Regions from separate parts of the Gossypium hirsutum genome. Here region 2 is linked to region 1. The links are chromatin contacts, called in public Hi-C maps. All regions are on one chromosome and are shown on one strand. Each heading gives the region's core, a stretch centred on a gene start, on an enhancer-like site or on the middle of the called end of the contact. The rest is flanking DNA. Distances are from core to core; before and after follow the strand shown. Region 1 holds the start of LOC107889042 (protein RETICULATA-RELATED 1, chloroplastic). Region 2 holds the start of LOC107912781 (histone deacetylase HDT1).

What was found. A called contact is a pair of places that touch in the nucleus more often than the background predicts.
Region 2: a Hi-C map of leaf shows a contact between it and region 1, with 3 times the contacts expected there. The contact joins the promoter of LOC107912781 here to the promoter of LOC107889042 in region 1. A contact is called at or near these places in 2 of 34 Hi-C or Micro-C datasets (both in leaf).

What each region holds. Positions count from the first base shown.
Region 1 is chrA09:64,384,027-64,389,885 of Gossypium_hirsutum_v2.1, reverse strand. LOC107889042 (protein RETICULATA-RELATED 1, chloroplastic) reads right to left here and starts at 2,232. Exons shown (of 7, transcript XM_016813340.2): 1 at 1,546-2,232; 2 at 1,031-1,129; 3 at 552-772; 4 at 194-263. The coding sequence starts at 2,094. It overlaps LOC107889043 (BTB/POZ domain-containing protein At3g44820), which reads right to left. Exons shown (of 4, transcript XM_041076423.1): 1 at 5,747-5,859; 2 at 5,343-5,412; 3 at 3,827-5,035; 4 at 2,604-3,746. The coding sequence starts at 5,793. The coding sequence ends at 3,126. It overlaps TRNAS-GCU (transfer RNA serine (anticodon GCU)), which reads right to left and starts at 2,427; the gene lies at 2,346-2,427.
Region 2 is chrA09:64,597,228-64,603,154 of Gossypium_hirsutum_v2.1, reverse strand. It overlaps LOC107912781 (histone deacetylase HDT1), which reads left to right and starts at 2,314. Exons shown (of 10, transcript XM_016841107.2): 1 at 2,314-2,483; 2 at 2,892-2,962; 3 at 3,041-3,252; 4 at 3,377-3,393; 5 at 3,475-3,528; 6 at 3,622-3,782; 7 at 3,978-4,028; 8 at 4,114-4,201; 9 at 4,334-4,445; 10 at 4,535-4,899. The coding sequence starts at 2,471. The coding sequence ends at 4,595. It overlaps TRNAL-UAA (transfer RNA leucine (anticodon UAA)), which reads left to right and starts at 5,543; the gene lies at 5,543-5,625.

The DNA.
Region 1 (5,859 bases), core at 983-3,482:
ACAGCAGAAGACACTGGCAGTGGAACCGTATGAGGAAATGCAAAGAGCTATGACGCTGCAAGAAAATGATACTCTACAACAATTCTCTAAGGGCTAACTAAATGAGACATCATCATTTAATCAGAACATGAAGCAATATCACCTCCCTGCTTCAACATTCCATATAATTCATTGATTACTCAGCTCTGGGTACCTTATAAAAATATGTTGCAATCCGTTGTTTCACTGAGAATTTACATCCTGGTCTTTCAGCTTCAAAAACACTGCAATAGCAGAACAGTTGACATTGTCTTAAAAATTATTTAAATCTGAGTAAAATATAAAGTTGGAACTAGATAGGAGGCAAGAAAAACACATAAAGCAAGAAAAGAGCAAAATTAAAATTTTTTGTTTTACCTAAAGAACAAATATCTCTAGCATGAAATCTACTGTACTATCAAACAGCGAGAGTATCTACCAATGAACAAACTCAAAGGAATACATAAAATTCAAACATGAAACTAGGAGCTCAGAATTTCATAAGACAAAAGCTGTTGTTATGTTATAATAACCTGCTAGGAAGAACAGAAGCAGCACGCTGGAAGCTACCAAATAATCCTCTGGATGCGGATGGTTGACCAAAACGAGCATATGGTGCTAACATACTAACCAAAGCAATGTCAACCACTATACCGACCAAAAGATCGGCAAAGTACAACTCAAACTCTGCCCAAAAATCCTTTCCCCTTTTCTTCATTTCCGCATATGTTGCGCAGCCAGAATCAATTACTATCTGCATCATGTCATCAAAAGAAAAAAATCAAAAGTGGAAAACTGAAGCACCAACCACAACTACATGCCCCTAAACTACAGTTAGGCTTATCATGCTAGTCACAGCATAATGAGGAGACAGGCACCAAGGTATATGGTTAATGTAAATAGTCACTTGGTAGTACATTCATAATGCCTTAACATGGTTATGAAAAACTTTCAGAAAACATTAACGTTTAGCTAACCCTGCGAATAAATATAAAAATGACACTCAACAAACCTCGGTTCCAACTTTGAAAAGAAATGAAGCATCAGCTAGCATTCGGTTCCGGAGCATAGAGCAGTATTTTATTAAAAAGCCAAGTGGCCAAACTGATTCCTGTCAACAAGGTAAAAGAAAAGTGAGAGCATAAGATAGCCTACTCATAAAAAAAATGATAAAAACAATTAACTGCTGCAAATGTAAAAGTAAAACAGAGGAAACTAACAAGAACCAACCCAATCTAAGCCATTTTTTATCCTTAATGTGCATTAGTATTCAATTGACCTAAACAAAAATTTAAAGTACTTTTTGACCCTAAAATACAGTTATTCCTGATTAAACACCATGATAAGAAATTGTACTATTACTCAATATCAAATGAAGCAAATTTCTCTATTAGTTGCTTGTGTAAGCAAATTCCTTAAAAATGAAGATTCACACTTTTATTTCAGTTTATTTTCCCTCCATTTTCTCATCAATCAAACAAAAGCAACAACAAAAAAAGAGTAAAAGTAAAAGCTTTATAATCCGACCTGCAAATCCAAGTAACGAAGAAGGAACAATTTCCGGATTCCATTCCTTTTCGCAGCTTCCATCATGTCTGGAGGCAGCTCCACTCCTCTAGCTTCCACTTCCTTCATCACATCCTCAAACTTCAATATTGGCCCAAACTCTCTTTCATCTTCACTGTCACCTTCACCGCCATCGCCGCCACCGAATGAACCACCGCCTCCATTATCTCCGCCGCCGCCGAAGTCATCTATCTGTCGATCACCGCTTCCAATCTCTAAAACCCTAGATTCATCATCAAAATTACCTTTTTCCCCTTCCAGTGAACCACTAATAGTGTTCCCCGTAGAATCCGGCCTAACGCAGCGAACCGAAAGGTCGCGGTTCGTGAAAGTTAAAACGAGCGTATGAACTAATACCGGTGAAGTTAATTTCAAACGAGATTCGATGCTATTAATATATTTAAGACAAGCGAAAGCTCTAGTCCCTATCACCTTATTCGTAGTTGTACAGTTAGCTCCGCCATTGGAGAAAGTTGAGACGTTGAAGCTTGGGGCTGATGAAATTGACATTTCCAACACGGAGACCGGAGATATAGAGTTGAAAGACGGCAGCGAAGCAAAAATTGGGGGGAGTAAAAGAAAGTAAAGAACAATAAAGCGGGCCTTGGAATTGACATTTGTGTTTGATTTTGAACTTCGAAACGAGACAGGGCTTCCCCGGAGTGATTGGAGTTCTGATCAAGTACTACGCGGGTAGAGGAAGGTATCGACGTGGCAAAAAAATAAAAATCTGATAGTGGAAAAAATTTTAAAATTTAAATCGTCGCCTGAGAGATTCGAACTCTCGCGGGTGAAACCCATGTACTTAGCAGGCACACGCCTTAACCACTCGGCCAAAGCGACGGCGTTGAATTGAGATGTCATATTTAAAATATAAAAGTAATTTAGACAATTTCTAATTTGTAAGTCAATAAAGATTTTGCTGTTTTTGTAAATCATCAATTTGGACAAAATAGTGTTTGAGTTCGATTTTCAGAGTTCAAATCGAAATTGAAAAGTAAACGTTTTCAGATAGAGAATGATTCAAGGTTTTCACAAACATTTATTCAAACATCCTTATACATGTGTGTATACACTGAATATTTAAATAAGTTACAACACTGGCCAAAAAAGCAAACCTATAACTTAGATTTACAGAGCTATACATGTAAACCAATGGAATCATATTTACTTCTATAATGGCACCAATACAGAAAATGTAGGGCTACACCTATTAACTTTCAAGCCTGTGAATTTTCAACATCCTAAATGAATATACCTATCCAATTTAATGGACTCAAACAAAGCTATTAAAGCTTCATATCACCTACAGATCACATGAAATCTTGACCATTCATGAAAATTATGCCCCTCCACATCAAACCTTAATGATCCCAAAATAAAAATCATGAATGGTGAAGATTTCAAAGTGTAAACACCAAAACTATAGGTGATATGAACCCCTTTTTTTACTATTTCATGTACAACACAAGAAAATCTTTTGTTAGGGAGTGACTTTTGAAAGAGCACCCACCTGCTGTTTGTATGTTGAAAAGATGATGTTAGCTTCCAAGTGTTAAATCTCGGAACAAGGATAAACTTTTTCGATGCCCGGAATGACGGGAAGAATGTGGTTGCTCGAATGATGGTCTTGGAGTTAGTCCTGTGCTGCCAACAACATCCGTTTGAGAATCTGAGGATTTTGAAAGAGGCTTGCATCCGAATTTCCCAGCAACTATACAGGGGGAACTGAGTGAGTTACGTGATTTTTTCACTTTTTTCATTTCTAGCTTTATTTTACTGACTTTGTCTTCAAGTTCTCCAACTCTAGACCTCATCCTTTCCATATCCACTTTTAAAACTTGATTTTCACGTACAATTGTCACCCATCCATCTCTTTGAACAATCCGCTGGCTGGTTTCACCAGTGGCAGTCACATTACCAGCTATCTCTGTTGGGGCAATCCCCTGACCCGTAGGAGCACTTTCAGCTTCCAAGACATTGAGACAACCAGCTAAAGCTGCTCTTAAATGCAATTGCTCGAAGAACAAGACTTGGAGAACAACTCTGAGTGGCAATCTTTTGTTTTGGGAAGCATGGGCACAGGCATCGATGGAGAGTTTCCCATAGTCGATGATGTTGCAAAGGACTTCCTTCTCTCTATCAGAAAGCCAAGGGTGTGCCTGCACAATGGTAATAGAAGTTAAAAATCTCAAAAAGGAAAGACTCCATTTAAATCAAAGTTGGTTCAGTAAAAAAGAACCTTGAAATAGATGTCAAGTGCTCTGTAAAGCCCATCGTGCAAAGTTCTAGAAGAGTCTGGAAGGACCTCTGCGAGGGAACGTATCTTTCCTGGTTTCAAATTTACATCAGAAGCAACTTCGGCTAGATAATTATCAATTAATCTAGCAACTTTTCTTAAGGGCTCAAATGATGGTGAGGATAAGAGGTCTAGTGATGGTGGGGAAAATAATGTTAACCCTGATTCGGATGACAAAAAATGATGGATGATCCGTTCAACACAATCAGTATCATATAGAGTATCCGAATTCGAGAAAGAAGGAATCAAAAGACCATCAAGGCTAGCCAGTTCGAGTTGCATTCCTATTCTCCTCTCCAAAGAATCCAGGCATGTCTGATTGACACCTAATATTGATGCAACACGAAGAAGTCCAAGTAAAAAACGGCAGAATGACTTGCCCTTCTTTTTTGGGAGAAGCTTTTCGATGTTTTCCAGTAAATCCCTTTGATCAACAGCAGCAGGAATCAAGCTAAAACTCGCGACTGTCCTGGCTTTGCTACTCGGTCTACTCTGCCATCGGCCCAGACCTGGTAGAAACTTTCTGGCATAGTACATTACAGCACCAGCTAGATATTCAGATCTAATACCCCTTGCTTCCATTGTTTTGATAAGTCTTTCAAACAAACCTACACTGAAATAAGAGATGTCTTCGAACCACCAGTCAGATTCTGCGCTTCGGATTTTTGCCCCAGTGTTTATTCCATTCCATAGAATGCTTCCACCGGGGCTCTGGAGGCTACCATACATCATCATGGGCCAACCAAACAAACTCGGATCTGTACAAACCATCGTAGATACAGCATTCAGACATTTCTGTAATATGTGGAGCTTTTCCGCCCTTGGCATGCATGATTCGCAACTTTGCAAAGCCAATACACAATCCTTCCAGTTGTGAAGTACATTTTTGTGGAAGAAACTTTCCGCCTTAGAAAGTAAATTATCTTCCCCATACTCATCTGTCATCTCAAGGTAGTCCGCTGCACAGTACACTGTTATTATATTTCTAGCTGTAAATTCCACCTGAATTCCATAGCAGAATTTTGCTGCAAACAAGAAAGTGTCGGAGCCACCAGGGAATTCTTCAAGCTTTGTGGTAAAAGTCCTATCATGGATACTTTGCATTTCTTCCAACATGCAAGCAACCTTTCCACATTTCGACATGAGAGGAAACTGCAGTAAAATATGATCATAAAGCATGACATTTTATTGCATAACATCACCATGTTGGTCTTACCTTAAGGTACAGTACAAAGGGGAAAACACAAGTTTATGACAATTGCATTTACCAGAACAATAGGAAAAGACCAAGCTGTTACAGAAAATATGATCATAAAGCTTAACATAACAAGTTGGTCATAGCTATTCAATTCTTAGGTCGAATTGTTTCAGGTGTAAGAGTAAGACTCAGAAGAGCAAGCATGCATGAAGGCTAATGCAACTATCCAAGTGCTCAATGAAAACGAAAATTTTGACTTACCTTATGAAGATGAAATTTTACACCATCCACAATAATGGTTATATCACTTGGCAGCCTTGCGTTATAAAGCCTGTACCCATAAAAACCAAATCACAAAACATACCACATTAACTCCATTGTAAGTGAATAATTTTGCTTATAGCTGCCAAAATAGACCCTTTTGTCTTTCTTCTATAAACCCAAAACTAGAAAAGAAGAAGCAAAACTTGATCAAGCCGCACAGAGGTTTAGCTTTTTTTATGCATTCATGAAATTAGATGAAAAATAAAGCAGTAGTACTTCAAATTCAGTCTCAAATTTGAACGAAAATAAGACAACCCAGATAAGAAAAAAGAGCAAGGAATTGTAAAAGAAGTTCAATTACAAAGATAGATTGGAGAGATAGAACAAGTGTTGGAGCTTACCAGTCATTTCCTTGTTTACAAAACCCAGAAAGCTTGGCAGGTGCCATGACTGAGAGAGAAAGGGGAAGACCCCAACTCTTGAATTGGGGTCTTTAATAAATGCTTTGCCCCTC
Region 2 (5,927 bases), core at 1,065-3,564, 210 kb before region 1:
TGTACTAATTGGCCCGACCAAAAATTCTAGAAAAAATTTTGTGGATGGATATATGAGTCTAGTTTCAGGGAAAATTTACAGAATCAGTTTTCGAGTTTTGGAACTCGAGATATGATTTTTAAAGTGACTGTGATGCAGTTAACCAGCTTGTCTGGAATTTTAAAGTGAACTGTGTTAATAAATGAAATAAGTCTGTTAACACCTCGTGTTCGACTCCGGCAACGGTCTTGGGTATGGGGCGTTACAATTTTATATACAATTGGACTAAGGAAACGCAACATTTGTGGGAGTAATTCGTGATGATAATGGAGAGTTGATCTCTGGGCATAACCGATATATCGGGAAGTGCTCGATTTTTTATACCGAACTTTGGACCATTTTGGAGGGCCTCTAGCTTATCTAACGCAGAGGTCATGACAAGGTCATAATCTAATATGACAGCTTGGAGGTCATTAAAACTATCTAAGGAAGTGTTTCCATCACATCGAACTTCTTTGATTAGAAGAATTCAAAACATCTTGGCACAAGAAAAACAATGGCTCTTACATTACATGCTTAGAGAGCAAAATTAAGCTACGAATTGCTTAGCCAAACTAACTTTGGTAAAAAAGAAAAATTGTAAAATTTTGACCTCCTTTCTACGATAGTACTAGATCTCCTACAAACAGATAAGGCAAAGGGTTTTCTTTTCAAAGTACTTCTATGTAATTAGTTAGATAATGTTTTACTTTCACAAAAAAAAAAAGAAGAAGGGAATTTGAATAGCACGATTGGTTATTTAAATTGGAATAGAACAAGAATTGAATAGTCTATTAGGTGGGAATGGAATACAATAATAACATAATATTATATTGTTTGGTTTGATAGAGTAATGATAAGGAATATACAAGGAATAGATTGCAAATGAAAATTTTACTCTTAGATAAAAAATTGTTTATTTATATTATTAAAAACTAATTAAATTATATTTTATAATAAAATAAAAAATTAAAAATATAATTATTTGTGGAATAGTTTACTATTTAATTTTAAAAAATTATATTTAAAATAATAGGTAAAATAACACAAAACATGATTAGCAATATAATAATTACTAATCTATAGAATTTTAATTTTAATATAATAGTCCCTAATACTTTTAAAAATTTAAAATTTAATTCCTTTACTTACATCAAATCCTAAAATAATACTAATGTTTGTACATACGAACCTTAAATATATCATTCCTATTATAAATTCTTGTAAATATATTACTACGTATTGAAATTTCTTGTAATTAAAAAATATAATTCTTACGTAAGAATTGCTTTCATGTAATAAATGCAATTTCAGTTCACTTAGAAATATTATTACGAAATTTATATTTTCTAAATCAACAAGTTTGGTATATTGGCCGTGAATTATTTAACTCCCTTTGAAATTTTATCACATATTTTATTTTTATTTTTTAAATTTCGAGATAAATTTTAAGACTTTATTCAATGTGTGATTTGATATATGAATTTTAATTTAATATAATTATATACATGTAACTTCGATTGTGGTTCAAATACATACATGAAACTTTAATTTTGATTCAGTCATACACATTTAAAGAAATAAATAATCAAATTTATTTTTATATTGGATAAATATAATTATATGTGTATGCAATATATAAACATAAAATAATGCTATATCAATAATTGTATTAATGATTTGTGAGAATTTGATCAAATCAAAATTTCGTGTATAAATTTACACATTAAATCATAATTTATGTATAGTTTTGAAATTTATCCCTTAAATTTTTAAATGCAATTTAAGGTCACATATCAAAATCTTAACTTTACTTGTGGAGTGAAAATTTGCTGAGGTGTCGGTCATTGAACGCGGCCAATTTTTTTTACCCAAATATTTTTTTGAACAATTTCATTATAAGTTCTAATATTTTTTTTACACAATGCCTAAAATCCATAACTCCTCCCAACCTATAAATAAGAGGATAATGTGTTTTAGTACATTTGAACTCACATCCTTCTGTATTGACAACAATACCCATACTAATCAAGCTAAAACTCAATTAATTTTTTTAAAACCCCAATTTTAAGTGCCAAACAACCTAGATAAAAGAGTGATATTGATATGGAGATATGAGGCCTAGTCTTTAGGTATTTGTAGATAGTTTTAGTGATGGGCTTATTATGGGCTTTACAAAACATATGGGTTGATCATAATTGGGTCAGTCCGAAAAGGAAGCCTTCACAAACAAATCCTTGAATATTGAAAAGAAATAATTTTTTTTTTAAAAACCCTAGAAATAAAATAAGCGGCAACTATCATATAAATTCATTTCGATTGCCATTCAATTCCACTCTCTTCTTTGGAAGGCGTGTTTTTACTCTCACCTTCTCCCACTCCTCGTAAAACCCTAGTTCTCAGACGCCACTAAAACCTTAGTCCTCTCACTCGTCTTTCATCATCCTCATCAATGGAGTTCTGGGGTAACCCATTCTTTCTTTTACTTATCTCTCTTCGATTTTATGTTTATGTTTCTTTTACTTTTTGAAGCTTTGATTTTTTTTTTAAAAAATTCTAATGAAATGATGCTAGCTTTCCCTTGGGTTTTATTTGAACTTCTCTCTTTCAATGGGAAGCTTGTTTTTGTGGCCGTGTTTGATTGGGTTTTGGGTTTACTGTTGTCAACGCTAATAGCATCAGTTGCTGGTTTCATTATTTGAGATTTATCAGTATGATTTGACACATGGTAATTATTTTGTCATTGGATGGTAGCTTGTTGAAAATGATTATATGCAAATTATATTTTTCAGGATTATACTTGAGACATGGACATATTGTTTTTATTTCAAATTGGGTTAATCAAATTGGATCATCTTTTATGCTACTATTAGGTATTGAAGTTAAAGCTGGACAGCCTATTAAAACGGACCCTGGTGCCAGTCATGTCATCCATCTTTCCCAGGTTGGAAACTGTCTAACTTGATGTTGTTATCTATTGTTGTTTGTCTAAAATCATCTGCTTTGTTGCCTTATGTTTTAGGCAACACTTGGTGAGTCAAAGAACAAAGCAGAGTCGGTTCCTCTCTATGTGAATGTTAATGGGAAGAAACTCGTTCTCGGAACACTTTCCCACCAGAATTGCCCGCAATTGTGTTTTGATTTAGTATTTGAGCAAGGCTTTGAGCTCTCTCACAACTGGAAAAATGGGAGCGTCTATTTCCTTGGTTACAGAACTTTTGTCCCAGAGGAAGGATATCCTTTTATCAATAGCAATTATTTTGTTTTTCTTTTTTGTAATAACCAAACTTATTTTTTTAATGTGAATTTTGCCTGTGAAATCTTGTGCTTCCTTGACTTCTATGCTGTTTTCTGTCACCTCTGATGATGAATTTGGTGAGTAATGGAATATATCTTTTGCCTAATTGCAAATTGCTTTAATCAAGTTTTTCTCATGCATATTATTCTTATATACAGATAGTGAGGAAGAAAGTAGCGAGGATGAGGAACTTCCTGTGGCTGCTGAAAACGGTTAGTTCTCTTTGTGTACTGGAATTTAGTATCAATAATTGAAGATTCTACTAATTTGCACTTTCAACCTGCAAACATTTTCTTCCATTACAGGAAAAGCTAAGACAGATGCAAAAACGGCTAATGCTGGGAAACCTGATGCTGTAAAACAAGCTGTCAAGATAACTGAACCAAGTGATAACAAGAAAAATGAGGACGATGATGATGATAGTGATTCCGAGGATGGAAGTGGTTCTGATGATGAAGATGAAGAGGTCCTTTTCTCAAAACTAAGCAAAACCATAATTTCATATTGAATGTTTTTCCTTTGTTCTGAGTGGTGTTTTGTTTGATATGACTTTAATTTTATTGTCAATGACTTCAGTTTGATAATTTTTAAGGATTTGTTTTTCTCTAGTTGAAGTAGTGATTGAGAAATTTGGATTGAATTTTTCTGTTCTTCTGGACAGATGTCTGTGGATGAAAGTTCAGATGATGAGGATGAGGAGACACCTAAGAAGGTACGTTTTGTGGGTTCTAACTGGTACTTGATTGTTCAATCTGACCTGATTCAGTTGATGTAAATTTATGTCTCTGGATTTCAAGGTTGAGTCGAGCAAAAAGAGACCGGCAGAAGCTGCAACACCTGTTTCTGCAAAGAAGGCTAAACCTGCAGCGACACCTCAGAAAACAGGTCTTTTCTCATAGTTCACATGAAACTCTGCCGTATCATATATGGTTTTGACATGTTTTTGGCAATGGTTTACCTTGATCTGGCATCCATTTCTTTAAGATCTTATGATTTCATTATTCCTTGCTCTTGCAGATGGTAAGAAGGGTGGTCACACTGCAACCCCACACCCATCAAAGCAAGCTGGGAAAACTTCTGGAAAGAGTCCAAAGTCTGGTGGTCAATTCTCTTGTGGATCTTGTAGCAAGTACTTGCCTATAACTTTTAGAACTGCTTCCAATTTTGTTTTGAATCGGTTTGGTTTCTTAACTAACTTCCTCCATTCACCATGAACAGGTCCTTTGGTTCCGAGGGTGGTCTAGAGTCCCACAAGAAGGCCAAGCATGGTGGCAAATGAGATGATATTACATGCTCTTATGTGCATGTTTAATTTTTGAGAGATTATGCTTTTCTTAGTAAACTGGTAGTTTATTGTCTAAAAAAGGCAATTGAGTCCCCTTGCTTCTGATTGAAAGCTTATTGTTTTGGCAAATTATATATTTAGGGTGTAATGTTGCGTATCTCAAATCGTTTACTATTTTAGTCGTGTTTTTTTTTTCTGGCATTAAATTTGATGTTTATGTTTTTGGAGCCTATAGAAGTTAAAACTTTTGTATTTTTTTTTGGATAACGAAATGTTGAATGGCAATGCTTATTCATCATATAGTTAACCATTAACTATTTCAACTGGTAAAATGATAATAATTTCATGTGGTAATGCAAAATGTGCTATCATTTTTAGGAATGCACAGCAAGCTTTAATGCATTCATTTTACTAAACGACTAAAGGATAAATATAATTGAAAGAACAAAGTAGTAGAAGAAAATCCGTATTCCAGGGCTTATATTGTATGAAGATAAATACATAATAGTAGGCGTATAAAATTGTAATATCCGCCACAACAATAACACATGAGAAAAGTGGCAAGCTATTGTCTTTGAAATGATTAATGCAAGTTACGGGAAATTAAGCTGCACTCCAAAGAAAAGGACATACCAAAAATTGAGTTATACTAAAATTTCTGACTGAAGAGTTAGAATTTTTGCATATAGAAAAAGGTCCATCCATGAATTACAAGCATCTGTTTTAGTTCCGATGGAAGACTGAGCAACAGTTATGATAGTAGTAATAGAACAATGGGTATGAACTCTTTGTACCTATTACAAACATTGCTCTGCCTGCCTGCCTGTCTGTTCTCCAAGGACTTTGTAATACTTGGGTAGAGAAAAATGGACATAAGATGATAGAAAAACCAATATACATAAGATTTTATATATGGGTTCAATGTTAAGTACGAACAGTCAGCTGGTTTGCCCGAGAGGTTAAGGGGGCAGACTTAAGATCTGCTGCACATAAGTGCGCGTGAGTTCGAACCTCACAGCCAGCACTAATTTTGATTGGCTTGTTTGAAGGACAGGGTAATTTTTTTTCAAGGCTACAAATTTTTTCCTAATAATTGTTTCTGTTTCAATAAGTTAATACTAACTAATTCATTTTGAATTTAACTTTTTGAAAATTTTGCATGAAGGGTGGATATCGGAGAAAAAGTAGTTTGTGGCAAATTTTTATAGTTTGTACTTTTAATATTATGCAATTTTAGTATTTTGATGATTTTGAATTATAGACTTTTATTTTGAGTTCATAATTTATTGATTTGAAAGGAATTGGAAGATTTAATAAAAGTTATTT